Linked DNA regions of Mus musculus: regions 1, 2 and 4 are each linked to region 3. Evidence: chromatin contacts called from public ChIA-PET and Micro-C data. All regions are on one chromosome and are shown on one strand. Each heading gives the region's core, a stretch centred on a gene start, on an enhancer-like site or on the middle of the called end of the contact. The rest is flanking DNA. Distances are from core to core; before and after follow the strand shown.

Region 1 (3,570 bases), core at 465-2,964, 470 kb before region 3:
TTTTTTTTTTTCTGGTGGGAGAAAAAAAATAATTCTATGCTTAAAGTATATAAATTAGGGGCTGGAGAGATGGCTCTGCGGTTAAGAGCACTGACTGCTCTTCCAGAGGTCCTGAGTTCAAATCCCAGGAACCACATGGTGGCTCACAACCACCCGTAATGAAATCTGATGCCCTCTTCTGGTGTGTCTGAAGACAGCTACAGTGTACTTACATATAATAATAAATAAATCATTTATTTAAAAAGTATAAAAATTAGCTGAGAAATTAGCTAAGCATGTTCATGCTTTTAATCCCAGCTCTCAGGAGGCACAGGTAGCCAGATTTCTGTGAGTTCAGGGCTACATAGTGAGACTGTCTCAAAAAAAAAAAAAAAAAAAAAAAAGGAAAAGAAGAAAGGATAATATTAAAGATAGGTTAATTTAAAAGATAGGTTTTTAGAGTTGAACTAAATGATTATTCATTTTAATGTATACAAGAAGACTCATTCATGAGTTAGCCTCTGCTCCCTTTCTTATTTGTTGCCCCAAATGCAAGCTGTGTAGCTGACACGTGACTTCACAGTTGGTGGCACTTGGAAAAATAAGCCAAGCCTGCTGAGCGATCCAGGCATGACAGCTTCAAGCTGTAAACCATGTATATCCCAGACACAAGAGAACCAGGGCTGCCTCAGGCTCTGAGCTTGCTGACTGAGAGGCCCTCAAGGGTGGTGGGCAGGGAGGGGACTCATGGGTTGAGGCTGCGGGCATCACTAATGCAGCGGCTGGCGTATCCCCAGAAGCGGGGGCAGGGCAGGCACCAAGACTAAGCTGGCCTGGAAACTGGCCCACCAGATGGAAAGCGCGCGTCACACCGCGCCTCTCCCGGACTAAAGGCTCTTTATTCACAAGACAGCCTGGCACTAGGAACACCGTATTCATTTTCTTGTAGCTGCCCCGTCACACGTGCCAAGAGAGAATTCATGTCTCACAGCACGCAGACTGCCATGTCTTCGTGTTTAATTTTCTTCCAAATTCCCTCGCCTCCTGTATCTGGACAGCCAGGAGAGCCCCTGGAGGCGATGCTTTAAGAACGTGCACTTGACAGAGAGACACATTTCCCCTTCGCGTATGAAGGTAGAGTGCTTTGCGTCCTTCCTCTTCAAAGCGGAGATCCATTTCTACAGTGTGCTGTGCCAGCAAAAGCCGCGCTTTTAATACAACGAAATCCCTCCCTCCCCCCCAAAAGCACTCTGAGCTCTGGAAAAAGGAATGATTCTACCACCAGTGAGCCACACAGGCACCGTGTGTTTCACACAGAAGGCTCCAAGGCCTGCAGCACAAATACCACCTCCTTGAGCGTTTCCAGTTAAGGACTCGAACAACTCGAACCCTACGGGCCTCAGCTGCAAAAAAAAAAAAAAAAAAAAAAAAGCAACTGTCTGGGCTGGAGATACAGTTCACCAGTTAGGATGCTTTGCTGTTCTTGTAGTTCTGGGTTTGGGTCCCTGGCATCCACATCTGTAACACACAGCCAATGAACACAAGCACGCACGGAGCCCAGACACAGAGGAACACGTACGTACACAAACAAAAGAATTATTAAAATGACCAACAACATGTGGATGAACAGTGAGAAGATTTCAAGCAGAATAATTTGCATGTAGCTCACAGCTGCTACGTGCAGTACGGTCTGCGGGAAGCCCGGTCCATCCCAGGCAGTGGAACCTCCTGGTGGTGGAGTTTAGAGGGAGAAAGTTAGGTCGTTGAGGGGCGGGCCTTTGAAGGGGATGTTGAGACACTCCTGCACCTCCCCCACTCTCTCCTCAGCTGCCAGAAGGTGAACAGGCCTCCTCTGTGTTACCGGCTAGAGGTCTCGATCAGGTTCATTTTCTATACCAGTTAAAAAACTAGCCGGAAGGAAAAGTGTTAGCGTTTTGTCTAAGCTCCGCCCCACAGTTATCTGGCAACAGCCAGGTGTGCCTGACTCACTATAAAAGGGGCTGCTTGCCCTCTCCTCTCTTTCTTGCTCATGTCTTCTTGCTCCCACTCTGTCCTTTCCCCTTTCCCCTCTCTCCATTCTCTTACCTACCCTTTCTCTCCACGTGCTCATGGCCCGCCTCTTCTCCTCTCCTCCCCTCCCTTCTCCTTCCTTCCTTCCTTCCTTCTCCTCTCCTCCCCTCTCCTCTTTTCTCTTCTCTCTCTCTCTCTCTCTCTCTCTCTCCCCCTCCCTCTCTCCCTCCCTCCCCTTCCCCTCCCTGTCTCTCTCCGTCTGTCTGTCTTTCTCTGTCTCTACTACCCTCTCAACTCCCCTCCCCATGCCCTGAATAAACTCTATACTATACCTTGGTGTGGCTGGTCCCTCAGGGGGAAGGGATGCCTCAGCATGGGTCTGCAGAGGCACCCCCTTCCCCCACACCTGACTACACCTCTCCAAAACATATTCCTTCTCTCTTTATCTTTTTATAAACACAATAGAAAGACCTCAAGTGCAGCAGGTAGCAATGGGGGAAACCTCGGGCACAGCAGAAAGAAGAGGCTCTGCAAAGCGGGGGTGGGGGGTGGGGGTGGGGGCTAGCTTGGGAAGCAGAAGTCCAGTGTCCCGGTGAGGGCTGTGCTTTTCAGGGTCTTCCCTCCCAATTTGGGGTTGGACAAAGACAGGGAGGCTGATAGGCCCACCAGTTTAGGGTAAACACATCCTGGTCTAGCCTTGGACTTGTCAGACCAGTCCACATGGTGGATGGGCAGGGGGCCCTACTAGCAGGGAAAAGCTCTCCAGGCCTTTGTTTGAATCTGCCAGGCTCTTGCCATAGGTCAGGAAGTTGAAGAAGGAGCCTGCCATATTGGAAGCCCACTGTTTTTATTAACTAGTCATGGCCTCTTTTCCTGTCTGTCTGTCTGTCAGGGAATCTGCCTAACTCCAGGGTCTTCAGCCTTCACACATGTCCAAAACCAGCAAAGCCAATCGACTATGAACTGAATCCCTAAAACCACAGGCCCAAATTATCTTTTTTAAGTTCTTTAACCCATGCATTTTTTTGTCACAGCAACAGGAAGTTAACACGCTATTCCCAAAGAGTTAGGTGAACATAAGAAATACTTTTACTTACTTCATTTTAAATTTTTTGATAAAATTTGTAAACCCATAATTTTTAAAAGCCTGGCACACCCCTAAATACAAGAAAAGAGACTGAAAACTTAATGCACAACATAATCAGGTTTCTCAAAATACAAAGAGAAGATGTGAAACATCCCCCCCCACCCCCCCCATGAGAGTTCAAGCCCGCAGGAGCATTCACAACCACAGACTTTCCAAAGACAAAATGTAAGCAAGCAGGGAAGGGACAGCAGCTCAAGCAGCGAAGGGTTACACTGTCAACGCAGGAGTCAACGCTGAGAGCAAGTGTTGTTCAGGAACCAAGGGGTGAGCCTGCTCTGGTGGCACAGGTATGTGACCCCAGTGGACAGGAGGGTGACCCCAGCGGACAGGAGGACCAGGTGTTCCAGACCAGCCTGGGCTATACAGTGAGTCTTCTCTGGAAAGCAAGGACTGAGGCTGGTTGGAGTTCATTGAGAGTATTTGCCCAGCCCCAA
Region 2 (3,417 bases), core at 189-2,688, 380 kb before region 3:
CAAAGACTGACTCGGGGTTAGAGTGCTGACAGTTGGAGGAAGCAGGAAGATGTTTGGTTTTCACTACAGTAACAGAATATCTCAAGCTGAATAACATTTCTAAAGACAAAGACTGGGCTGTCGAGGTGGATCACAGGGAAAAGGTGTGATCTGTTTCCAGTCCTGAAGACCTGAGTGCCATCCCCAGATCTCAACACAGTGGAAGCAAAGAACCACCTCCCCCAACTTTCCCTCAAACTTCACACCATGGCACACATGTAACAAAATAAGCCAAAAATTGTTTTGTTTCTTTTTGTTTGTTTTTATTTTTCAAGACAAGGTTTTTTTGTGTAGTTCTGACTGTCCTGGAATTTGATCAATAGACCAGGCTGGCATTGAATCCAGATATCCACTTGCCCCTGCCTCCTGGGTGTTGAGATTAAAAGCATGCACCACCACCAACCAGCTAAATAAAAATGCTTATTTAGCTGACACTTCTGGAAACTCAAGGCTGTGGCACTGGGCTCAGCTCAGCTCTAGTGAGGACGTCATAGCACATGGGACCACAGTGGCAGTTCTGTGCTGTGACAGAGAGCATACTCTGAGACTGGAAGTGAGAGACAGATGGGTCCACAAGCCCATCGATGGGCCTTTAGTGGCTCCCACTGTGCTCCAGGGCTTGAAGATTTCACCCATCCATCACCTTCAGTAGCACCAAACTGAGGACCAAGTGTCCACCACATGAAACCACAGTACCTGGGTCAGGAAGCAGCAGCTGCAGTCTGAGTAGTTACCGGAGATTGTGTGAACAACACAGCACTCACAGGGCATCCAGGAACAGGAAGTGAGGTGAAAAGCAGTATCTGCTTTTTATATCTGAGTTTCTAAAGAGTTTGAAAAGGAAATTGTGTGGAAAATGTACTGATTTTTCTTTTTTCCTCTATCATTCCCCCAAATAATGCAGTATAGCAACTCTTTGCATAGCATTTGCCTTGCAGTTATTTAGTCTTTGCTGTTCTTAGTCTTTCTCTGTAGGTGTACAGGAGGGGGCATACAGGCTCTGTGGATAGATTCTATGCACAGATTCTCTGTGTGTAGGTTCTATACATTATACAGAAAGGACTTGGACAGTGGTATCCCCTGGGATTTCTGGGATAACAGTTACCAGGATATCCTTACAATACTTTGGGAATACTGACTGTACACATGACATTGTACATTGATCAAGGCTAGTGGCATGTCTTGGCATCTTATGTAAACAAGGTGAATTCTAAATTAAGTTAGAATGTCTGTGAAGTACATTCATGTTTTCAGTCATTAAATGATATTTAAGTGTTTGTGGATAGACGGATAGACTTGGCTGAGATTTCAGTTCCATTTTGTGTAATAATCTTTTCAAAGGGCAGCACCTTGAACTTATGAGGGCTCTCTCTCTGGGCCTGATCTGATTAAAAACAAACAAAACAAACACAAAAACCCTTACCCTTTCAGGACTAATATCCTGGGGCCAAGCTTCCAATGTCAGACTTTGCAGAGATGTCAGAAGCTGAACCAGAAAACTAACGAAACAAAAAACTTCCCTTTGACAACCATTCCTCACCTCATTCTTGGTTGGTTTGTTTGTTTGTTTTGTTTTGATTTTTGTTTTTTGTTTTTTTGTTTTTCGAGACAGGCCTTCTCTGTGCAGGCCTGGCTGTCCTGGAACTCACTCTGTAGACCAGTCTGGCCTCGAACTCAGAGATCCGCCTGCCTCTGCCTCCCGAGTGCTGGGATTAAAGGCGTGTGCCACCACGCCTGGCTCTCATTCTTGTTTTTCTTCTGCTTTGAGGTGCTAGAGAATCAGTCCCAGAGCCCAAGTATTCTAGGCAAGCATTCAGCAGTGAACTCTAGTGGTTTGGGTATTGTTGGAGAATGAGAAAAGAATGTGTTCAGGTAATGTCTTTGTCCGGCCTAGAGATTTTTAAAGTAAGCATATAGGTTATTGAGAAGGCTTGGCTGATAAAGGTAAAGGCCCTGCTGATGCAGCTGCCTTCCCGAGTTGGATTCCCCAGAACTTGTATAATGGGAGAGGAGAACTGACTGACTGTAGGAAGTTATCTGTCAGCTTCCACACATTCGCAGTGCTGTGTGTTGGCATACAGTGGTTTGTGTCCCTGCACACTGCCAGTTATAGCTTGTTGTGAGTTACCACTCTGAACACAAGTATGAGAAAGACTTGAGTTCTCACAATTTGTGGCTTAAAGTGGTAATGCAAGCCCTAATGCCCTACTAGTTATATGAACATTGGCGAGTGCTCAGGGACATTCCAAAGCTGCATGAGTGAAGCTAGGGTCCTTATTATCTCAGCTACCTTTCTGCTACTGTGGAGAGACACCATGGCTAAGTGTCTTTTAAGTTCCAGAGGATGAGACCATGACCATTGTGGCAGGGAGTAAGGCAGCAGGCAGGCTGGGCACTGAAGCAATTGTACACATCTGATCCAGAAGTGGGAGGCAGAGTGCTACTATGGAATGGCATTGACTTGAGAAGCTTGCTTCAATAACACACCTTCTCCAGTAAGGCCATACCTAATCCTTCCACCAACTGGGGATTAAGTATTCACATGTTTGAGCCTGGGGATGGGGTGAGGGGAGGGGGAGGGAGAGGGGCTATGATTCTCATTCAAACACCACATTTAAGTAAATGAACTATACACTCTTGGTCAGAGGGTTAAAATTGTCAAAGCTACTCTTGAGATGACTCAGCAGGCAAAGGCACTTGCTGCCACTCCTGACACTGGAGTAAGGGAAAGATAACTTATACATATTGTCCTCTGACCTCCAAAGACATGTTGTGTCATGTGTACGTCTGGTGTGCACACAGTGCACCCACACAAAATTAATGAATAAAGATGTAATAATAATAAAAACTTTGTTGCTGGTGAGCGTAACTTTAATTTTTTTCAAAGCCAACCTTTTTTTTTTTGTTTGTTTTTTTTTTTGTTTTTTCGAGACAGGGTTTCTCTGTGTAGCCCTGGCTGTCCTGGAACTCACTCTGTAGACCAGGCTGGCCTAAAACTCAGAAATCCGCCTGCCTCTGCCTCCCAAGTACTGGGATTAAAGGCGTGCGCCACTACACACCTGGCTTCAAAGACAACTTTTAACGATGGTTCTTAAATGCTTAACCTCCCTTCTAGCCACCTAGACTTTCTGTTGTTTCACATCTTCAACAGCATTTGACAGTTTTAATTTCCACCCACCAGAGGTACTGGAAAAGAAAGGCTATTATGATACGGGGGAAGTGGACCTGTTTAGAAATGGTCTTTTGGAGCAAATCCCATCTGCATTGTCAGGAAATCAGCAGTTCAGTTCATAGGTCAGCAGCGGCAGCTCAGTCCACTCACAAACATGCCACAGATATATCAGCAGTCCATTTCAGTCGGGTCAGGATAGCAGCAGT
Region 3 (3,377 bases), core at 385-2,884:
ACTGTGAGGAGTCCAGCTTTGTATGAAGAGTTGATGACATCGTGTGGTTTATAATCCTCTTTCTCACAGTATATCCTGAAGGTTGAAGCTCTTCCTCCCCATATCCTACCTATCCCACAAGGTTCACCACCCTCCTCTTCTTTTTGTTCACTTGTTCACTTTAGTCCCAAACTCTCCCATCTTCTAAACTCTCTTGTCATTTGCTTTGGACAGAGAATGTTAGGATGGCTTATAGTTGGAGTTTATAATATAAGCACTTTGCTGACGTGTACAGTGCCTTTTTCCCCTGGATGGATTGCAGATGAATGTTCATAGGGTTTTGTTGATGCTTGACTCTCTTGACTCTCTTTTTTAAACCGTGCAAACCTACTATCATTAAATAGTACCCCAACCCACCCACCAAAGAGCAGAGAGGTCTCCTAGTGCATGGAAAGTTCCAGTAAGAATGAAGAAATGCTTTTGCATTGATTTAAAAAAAAAGAATTCGTAAAGATTGCTTTGAAAAAGTTTTAGCACAAAAATTTCAATACATGGGAAAGAAAAAAAAAATAAAAGAGATAAAAGATACACCATAGGAGACCTAACTCCTTATGTGACAGATGGGTGAAGTGAGGTATGGAGTGGCCTTGGCGTCGAGCCCCGGAGCCCCCGAGAGGGAAGACTGAGTGAATCCAACATCTTGGGTACACGTGAAAACCGCCCCGAAAACTCTAGCACCTCCCGCCTCGCAGCCGGCAGAGCGGACGGAGGCCACGTGACACGACTTGTCCATCACCGCGGAGGGCGGGACTCAGAGGACGGTCCTCGCTATTCTCCCGGTCCTCCAGTAGGGAAAGAGGAGCCTGTCACGGTGGGCGGGCCAGACCCGCCTTCTCCGCGGCGGGGGCGGGCTCAGCCGTCACCCTCCAGTGGGGGTCCGGGTGAGCCCCGACCGGCTAAGGCGAGAGGGCGAGGCACACGTCCGTCAACAGCGTCCGCCAATAGGAATGCGCGCTGCCCGCAGCTCCCGCCCCCGCCTCGGATTCCCGGCGCGCGCGTAGCCTTCCCTCAGGCCGCCGAGGCGGCGCCCGCCCGCCCGCGCTTCCATCCGGGTTCTCGCGCGCTGCTCTCTCCCGGGCGCGGCGGTGGAGGGCCACGGTGGGGGGAAAGCCAGACCATTTCCCGTGGCGGCAGCGGGACGCCTTTATCCGCGAGCTTGAGGTGGGTACTGCGGGCGTGAAGGCGAGCGCGGGGACGTCGCCATTTTTCCCTCCTCCAGACTCAGCGGCGGCGGCAGCGGGCGACCAGGAGGGAAGACTTGGGGGCTGCCGCGCCGCACCCTGGGACCCGTGGGATGGCCTGGGCGCCTCGGGCAGGCGGGTGGCCCCGGGGCCGGTGGCCCACGGATGCCGTGGGCCTTGGGGCTCGGGCGGGGGAGGGGTGCCGCGTGGCCGCTGGCCTGCCCCAGCCCCCTCCGCTTCCCGCCCAGCTCCTCGGCGACCGGGCGGGGGAGGGGGGTCATTCTTCACATTCCTCACCTCGCCCCTCCCCCGCCGCTTCAATCAAACTTGCGGCGGACGGAAGTCCCGCCCTCTGGCTCGCGCCGGTTGGTCGGGGCTACCTCCCCGCTGTGGCGTGACTGGCTGCGGACGTAGCCGGGCCTCTATGACGTCACTTCCGCCGTCAGGTTTGTGGGCCGGGGAGACCTTGGCTTTGGTTGGGGGGGGTGGGATGGAGGAAGGTAGGAAGTGCGGGGGGCGGGGAGGGACGGGGCGGGGCGGGAAGGCGCTGGCAGGGAGGGAACGGAGAGCCAACGCTGGCTGCTTGCCCCTGCTCCGCTCGGCCAACTGCGGCCTGAGGGCCTGGAGCAGCTGCTGGGGCTGGAGGATCGCTGCGGCTGCCCGTCCTTGGCCAGGGGGAGGGGAGCGCGAGAGCGGGAGGAAACTGTATCCCAGGGGATGGGGTAGGAGATTTGCAGCTCGGTGGCACCGGAAACGAGACTGGCCTTTTGACTGGGGAGGCTGCAAACTCTTGGAAGCGGGTGGCCTCTCGGAGGCCGGCTAAGAAAACTTATCTCTCGGCGCGCTCTTTAGCGGAGGCAGGGTGGTAACCTTTATGCCCTTGGCCAGGACTGCCCTTCGGTGATCCCGCTTGTTAGTGCAGGGTCTGTGTCAGAAGTGATCGTCTGTGTTGTAGTTTTCAACTTTTTGTGTTAAAAGGATAATTATGAAAGGACAAGGGGGGGCGGAGAAAAACTTTAGAAACTTAGTTAAAATGGAAGACGATGACAGATTGCTTTTTTAACTGTTGAAAAATATTGGCAACCTGTTTTTGAAGTTTAAAACATTAGTGTTCTTGTTTTTGATTGCCTGATAATCTTGTGAAGAAAATTGAACAAGTAAACAATCTTTTTATAAGAAAAGTTAGTTTAGCCGGGCACGCCTTTAATCCCAGCACTTGGGAGGCAGAGGCAGGCGGATATCTGAGTTCTAGGCTAGCCTGGTCTACAAAGTGAGTATCAGGACAGCCAGGGCTACACAGAGAAACCCTGTCTCGAAAAAAGCCAAAAAAAGAAAAGTTAGTTTAATACAGATTTTTCAGCATTCTGGCCTTTCATTAGGTTCTGTCAGTTGAAGCAGTAATATTTGGGAAATTTGAAATTGTTAGTGTAACAAAAATACTAGTTGGAAATGTAAGAACTTTAATTAGAGAATAGAAATCTTCCAAATTAAGTCGGGTCTAAAAAGTGTTATCAAAATTGTGTAGATGGGGCGTGCATTTTACCCTATGGGTAATTTTATTGTAGAAATTGATAGTTTTGTAGACTTGAAGCAAGCTGTGCCCTCCCCCACTATAAATTGAAGTTGTGCTGATTTGAGACTTAGTAATTTTTCAAGCTGGAAAGGTAGAGGAATGCAAAACATGTGGCTATAAAGAAGGTGTTGGCACACAAGTTTAATCCCAGCACTCAGGAGGCAGAGGCAGGTGGATCTCAAGAGTTTTGAGGGCAGCCTGATCTACAGAGCAAGTTCCAGGACAGCCAGGACTGCACAGATAAAACCTGTTTCAAAAACAAACAAACAACAAAAAAAAGTACTTCAGTTCACAGAGTGAAGTATTAAAACAAATGGTCCTGCTGGAGTTGTTGCTCAGTGATAGAAAGCTTGTCAGACATGCCTGAATTGGTGGGTTGAGTTTCCAGTACTAATAAAATAAATGCTCATAATAATTTAATGTTAGTAAGTCTCATTTAGATTTCTTGAGGGTCCTGGGAAATGTCCCTAGTAAACCTCCTCCAGAACTAAGGAAACTAATTGGTTTAGAGAATAGCATCCTAAATATCAAGTTCCTTTTATTTCAGTAACTAATGTTACAGAACCAGTGTGAGTTGGTGACAA
Region 4 (3,176 bases), core at 677-3,176, 450 kb before region 3:
CAGTTATTTGGGGCTAAATGCCTAGAAGCAGAACACTGCAGCATATGACAGTTCTAAGTTTAACTTTCTGCACAGCTACCAAGTGGTTTCCCACGGCAACAGCACAAGGTGGTTGGTTTTAATTGTCAACTTGATGCAATCGCGGATCACCTAGGAAGAGAGTCTCAGTGAGGAATTGTCTAGAACATTTGCCCAATGGGCATAGCTGTCTTGACAACGGTAACTGATAATAAGAAGGCCCACCAAGTTTGGTGAAACCACTCCTGGGCTGGGGATCCTGGGATGTGTTCCAGTGGGGACTATGAGCTGCACAGTAGCACTGTTGTGATACTATCTGCTTCCTAACTATAATGTGACCAGCTGCTACGTGAAGTTCCTGCAGGCTTGACTACCCCCACAGCAATGGACCTATAACCCAGAAGTGGGAGCTCAGTAAACCCTTTCTCCTCTAAGCTGCAGTTGTCAGAGTATTTGATCATAGCAGTGGGAGATGAAACTAAGGCATGTCCTGCTTCATTTTGTAATCAGCAACACCAAAGAGGTCATAACTGTGCTATAGTCTGGGTAGGAATGTGTGTGTTCTCTATTAGTTCATGGTTTAGGAGTTTAGTCGTCAGCTGACGATGTGTAAGGCAGAGCAGGGTCATTAAGAGACGAAGCCTGGGACCTCGGACATGACTCAGAGAGTTAAGTGCTTACCGAGCAAGCAAGAGGAGCTGAGTTTGTACCCTAAGCATACACGCACACACACACACACACACACACACACACACACACACACGCACACACACACAAGCCAGGCAGTACATCTGTTACCCCAGCTCTGGGCGGAGGGTTACAAAACTAGACAGGTCCCTGGAGCTTCCTGGCCAGCTAGCCTAGCCCCCATAGCAAGCTCTAGTTTCAATGAGAGCCTGTCTTTAAAAAAAAAAAAAAAAAAAAAAAGTATTAAGTTATTCTGTAAATACTTGCACTATAGAATTAACGTTTTAAATTTAAAAAGGGAAAATCTAAGTCTCTAATCTTAATGAAGCTAACCTTTCCACTTAAGTTAGCTTTGTGTATTTTACCACAGTTTTAAAAAAACTGATCCTGGAGAGACGGCTCAGTGGTTAAGAGCAATGACTGCTATTCCAAAGGTCCTGAGTTCAATTCCCAGCAACCACATGGTGACTCACAACCATCTGTAATGGGATCTGATACCCTCTTCTGGTGAGTCTGAAGACAGCTACAGTGTACTCCTATAAATAAAATAAATAAATCTTTTAAAAATTGTTCTGTTGGGGCTGGTGAGATGGTTCAGAAAGTTCAGGTTCAGAACTCCGTGAACTCTGAGTAAAATCTTAGTGCTTTTTCTCTTATCACTGTGAAGATGGTAGGTTTTGTTAAATGATATTTATTTAGTGTGTGTATGTGTACACCTATGTGTGAGTGTGTGCATGAGTGCATTTGTGTGTGAGAGTGAGTGTGTGTGTGTGTGTGTAGAGAGAGGGAGAGGGAGAGATAATGCCAGTCTCTGTATATGTGTGATTCATATACCCCAGTGCTCATGTGGAGGTCAGAGGACAACTTGTGGGAGTGGGTCCTAGACATCAAACTCAGGTCCTCAGGCTTGGTGGCAAGCACTGTTTGTAATCCTCTGAGCACTTGAGGATCTTAGCAAAGTTTTATAAATAAAATGTCGATAAAATGCACTAGGCTGGTTTTCACTTTGATTTCATGAAGTGGTGGCAGGGTCAGTCTTCCGGTCTTCAGTGGGGATTAGGAGCTGGCAGAACTTGAGAATGGGGACTGGGGCTGCCTTCTCAGATGCTCACTTGAATCCTCTGCTTGGTTTCCAGAGGTGGCTTCCTGTCTCTCTATTCATGCATGCACTGTGCCCGCTCTTTCCTTTGTAGATCTGCAAGGCACCCTCCCTTTACTGTGCAGAAGTCCTGGTCCAGGAAGTACTGTTGCTTAGCAACAGGTTAACAAGTTCTTCCTCTCTGTGGCCCATGACAAAAGAGCTGAGCACAACCTCCACAGCACTCATTTATCCAACAAATGTACAGATAGTCTCGTGTGCAGGGTTACAGATGAGCAGGAGATCTTTGTCTGTATTTAGCTACAGCAGAATGAGTGAAGATGCATTCTTTTAAGTCAGACATGTATTAATTGTTATTTGACTTGATTTTAAGTTTTTCTAAATTTATTATATGTATGTGTATGCATATATCTACATGTTCCTGGTGTATGTGTGTGTATGTATGTGTGTGTGTGTGTGTGTGTGTGTGTACTTATACATGTTCCTTGCAGGTACCCTTGGAGGCCAGAACAAGGTGTCAGACTCCCTGGAGCTAAGTTATGGGGGCACCTAGGGAGGGAAGTGTGAACAGAACTCAGAGGTGACTAACGAGCTATCTTCGCAGCCCCTCTGACATTGTTTTCTAAAGGAATATCTGTTATTTGTTGACAGCTTCATATAATGTACCTTGAGCATCTCTGTCCCTAGTCTCCCCTATCATTATTCTCTCACTTTCATGGTCTCGTCTTTGTTATTTTTTTTTTTTTTTTTTTTTGTAACCCACTGAGTCCAATTAGCAGTGCCACTCTAGCCTCTGAAGGCACCAGGCACATACATGGCACACAGACATACCTGTAGTAACACACCCATATGTATAAAATACTGAGATAATTTACATACTGCTCACCCAACTATGTGTGCCGTTTATGTGCTACAATATTGTTTTTTTTAAGCTATATATTTGTCATTACTGTGTGTACATGATGTGTGTGTGTGTGTGTAAGAGTGTGTATGTGTGTGTGTGACTGTGTGTGTGTGTATGTGTGTGAGTGTGTGTGTGTGTATGTGTGTGAGTGTGTGTGTGTGTGTGTGTGTGTATGAGAATGGGCTTCTGTTCACTCCGCACTGCTTGTCTGCTTGTGTGGATTCCAGAGAACAATTTTCCGGAGCCGATTCTCTCCTTTCCAGTGTGGTCCCACAGATCCAACTCAGTTGCTTGGCTGAGCTGCAAGCAGCCATACTTTATGAACCATCTCACCAGCCCCAACAGGATCAGGTTTTTAAAAAAGACTTATTTATTTTATTTATATGAGTACACTGTAGCTGTCTTCAGACACACATCAGAAGAGTGCATCAGACCACATTACAGATGGTTGTGAGTTACCATGTAATT

Evidence for each region. A called contact is a pair of places that touch in the nucleus more often than the background predicts. ChIA-PET counts read pairs in DNA pulled down with a chosen protein or histone mark.
Region 1: a contact with region 3 is called in a Micro-C map of embryonic stem cells, with 2.4 times the contacts expected there. The contact joins two enhancer-like sites. A contact is called at or near these places in 3 of 39 promoter capture datasets (hippocampal neurons, pre-B cells and stem cell-derived epiblast-like cells), 5 of 484 Hi-C or Micro-C datasets (all in embryonic stem cells) and 10 of 115 datasets of contacts at active chromatin or transcription factors (astrocytes, embryonic forebrain, embryonic stem cells and 3 more).
Region 2: an RNA polymerase II ChIA-PET map of memory CD8 T cells shows a contact between it and region 3, with 18 read pairs. The contact joins two enhancer-like sites. A contact is called at or near these places in 2 of 39 promoter capture datasets (the HPC-7 cell line and frontonasal cranial neural crest), 1 of 115 datasets of contacts at active chromatin or transcription factors (memory CD8 T cells) and 1 of 9 other capture datasets (embryonic stem cells).
Region 4: an RNA polymerase II ChIA-PET map of memory CD8 T cells shows a contact between it and region 3, with 12 read pairs. The contact joins two enhancer-like sites. A contact is called at or near these places in 2 of 39 promoter capture datasets (hippocampal neurons and pre-B cells), 2 of 484 Hi-C or Micro-C datasets (the G1E-ER4 cell line and embryonic stem cells) and 5 of 115 datasets of contacts at active chromatin or transcription factors (the SCID.adh cell line, embryonic forebrain, embryonic midbrain and 2 more).

What each region holds. Positions count from the first base shown.
Region 1 is chr13:49,013,720-49,017,289 of GRCm38.p6, reverse strand. No RefSeq gene overlaps it. Among named protein-coding and RNA genes, the nearest start is that of Fam120aos, 47 kb to the right of the region's middle. Within about 2 kb of position 1,714, at least 145 of the 459 cell types and tissues checked have an H3K27ac peak or open chromatin away from gene starts, as enhancers often do. A contact at or near this core is called in embryonic stem cells, hippocampal neurons and stem cell-derived epiblast-like cells, where this site is marked.
Region 2 is chr13:48,927,117-48,930,533 of GRCm38.p6, reverse strand. The region is part of intron 5 of Fam120a (family with sequence similarity 120, member A); the gene reads left to right. Among named protein-coding and RNA genes, the nearest start is that of Fam120a, 39 kb to the left of the region's middle. Within about 2 kb of position 1,438, at least 36 of the 459 cell types and tissues checked have an H3K27ac peak or open chromatin away from gene starts, as enhancers often do. A contact at or near this core is called in the HPC-7 cell line and memory CD8 T cells, where this site is marked.
Region 3 is chr13:48,544,173-48,547,549 of GRCm38.p6, reverse strand. No RefSeq gene overlaps it. Among named protein-coding and RNA genes, the nearest start is that of Mirlet7a-1, 7.6 kb to the right of the region's middle. Within about 2 kb of position 1,634, at least 414 of the 459 cell types and tissues checked have an H3K27ac peak or open chromatin away from gene starts, as enhancers often do. A contact at or near this core is called in the HPC-7 cell line, embryonic stem cells, hippocampal neurons and 2 more, where this site is marked.
Region 4 is chr13:48,993,846-48,997,021 of GRCm38.p6, reverse strand. No RefSeq gene overlaps it. Among named protein-coding and RNA genes, the nearest start is that of Fam120aos, 27 kb to the right of the region's middle. Within about 2 kb of position 1,926, at least 54 of the 459 cell types and tissues checked have an H3K27ac peak or open chromatin away from gene starts, as enhancers often do. A contact at or near this core is called in memory CD8 T cells, where this site is marked.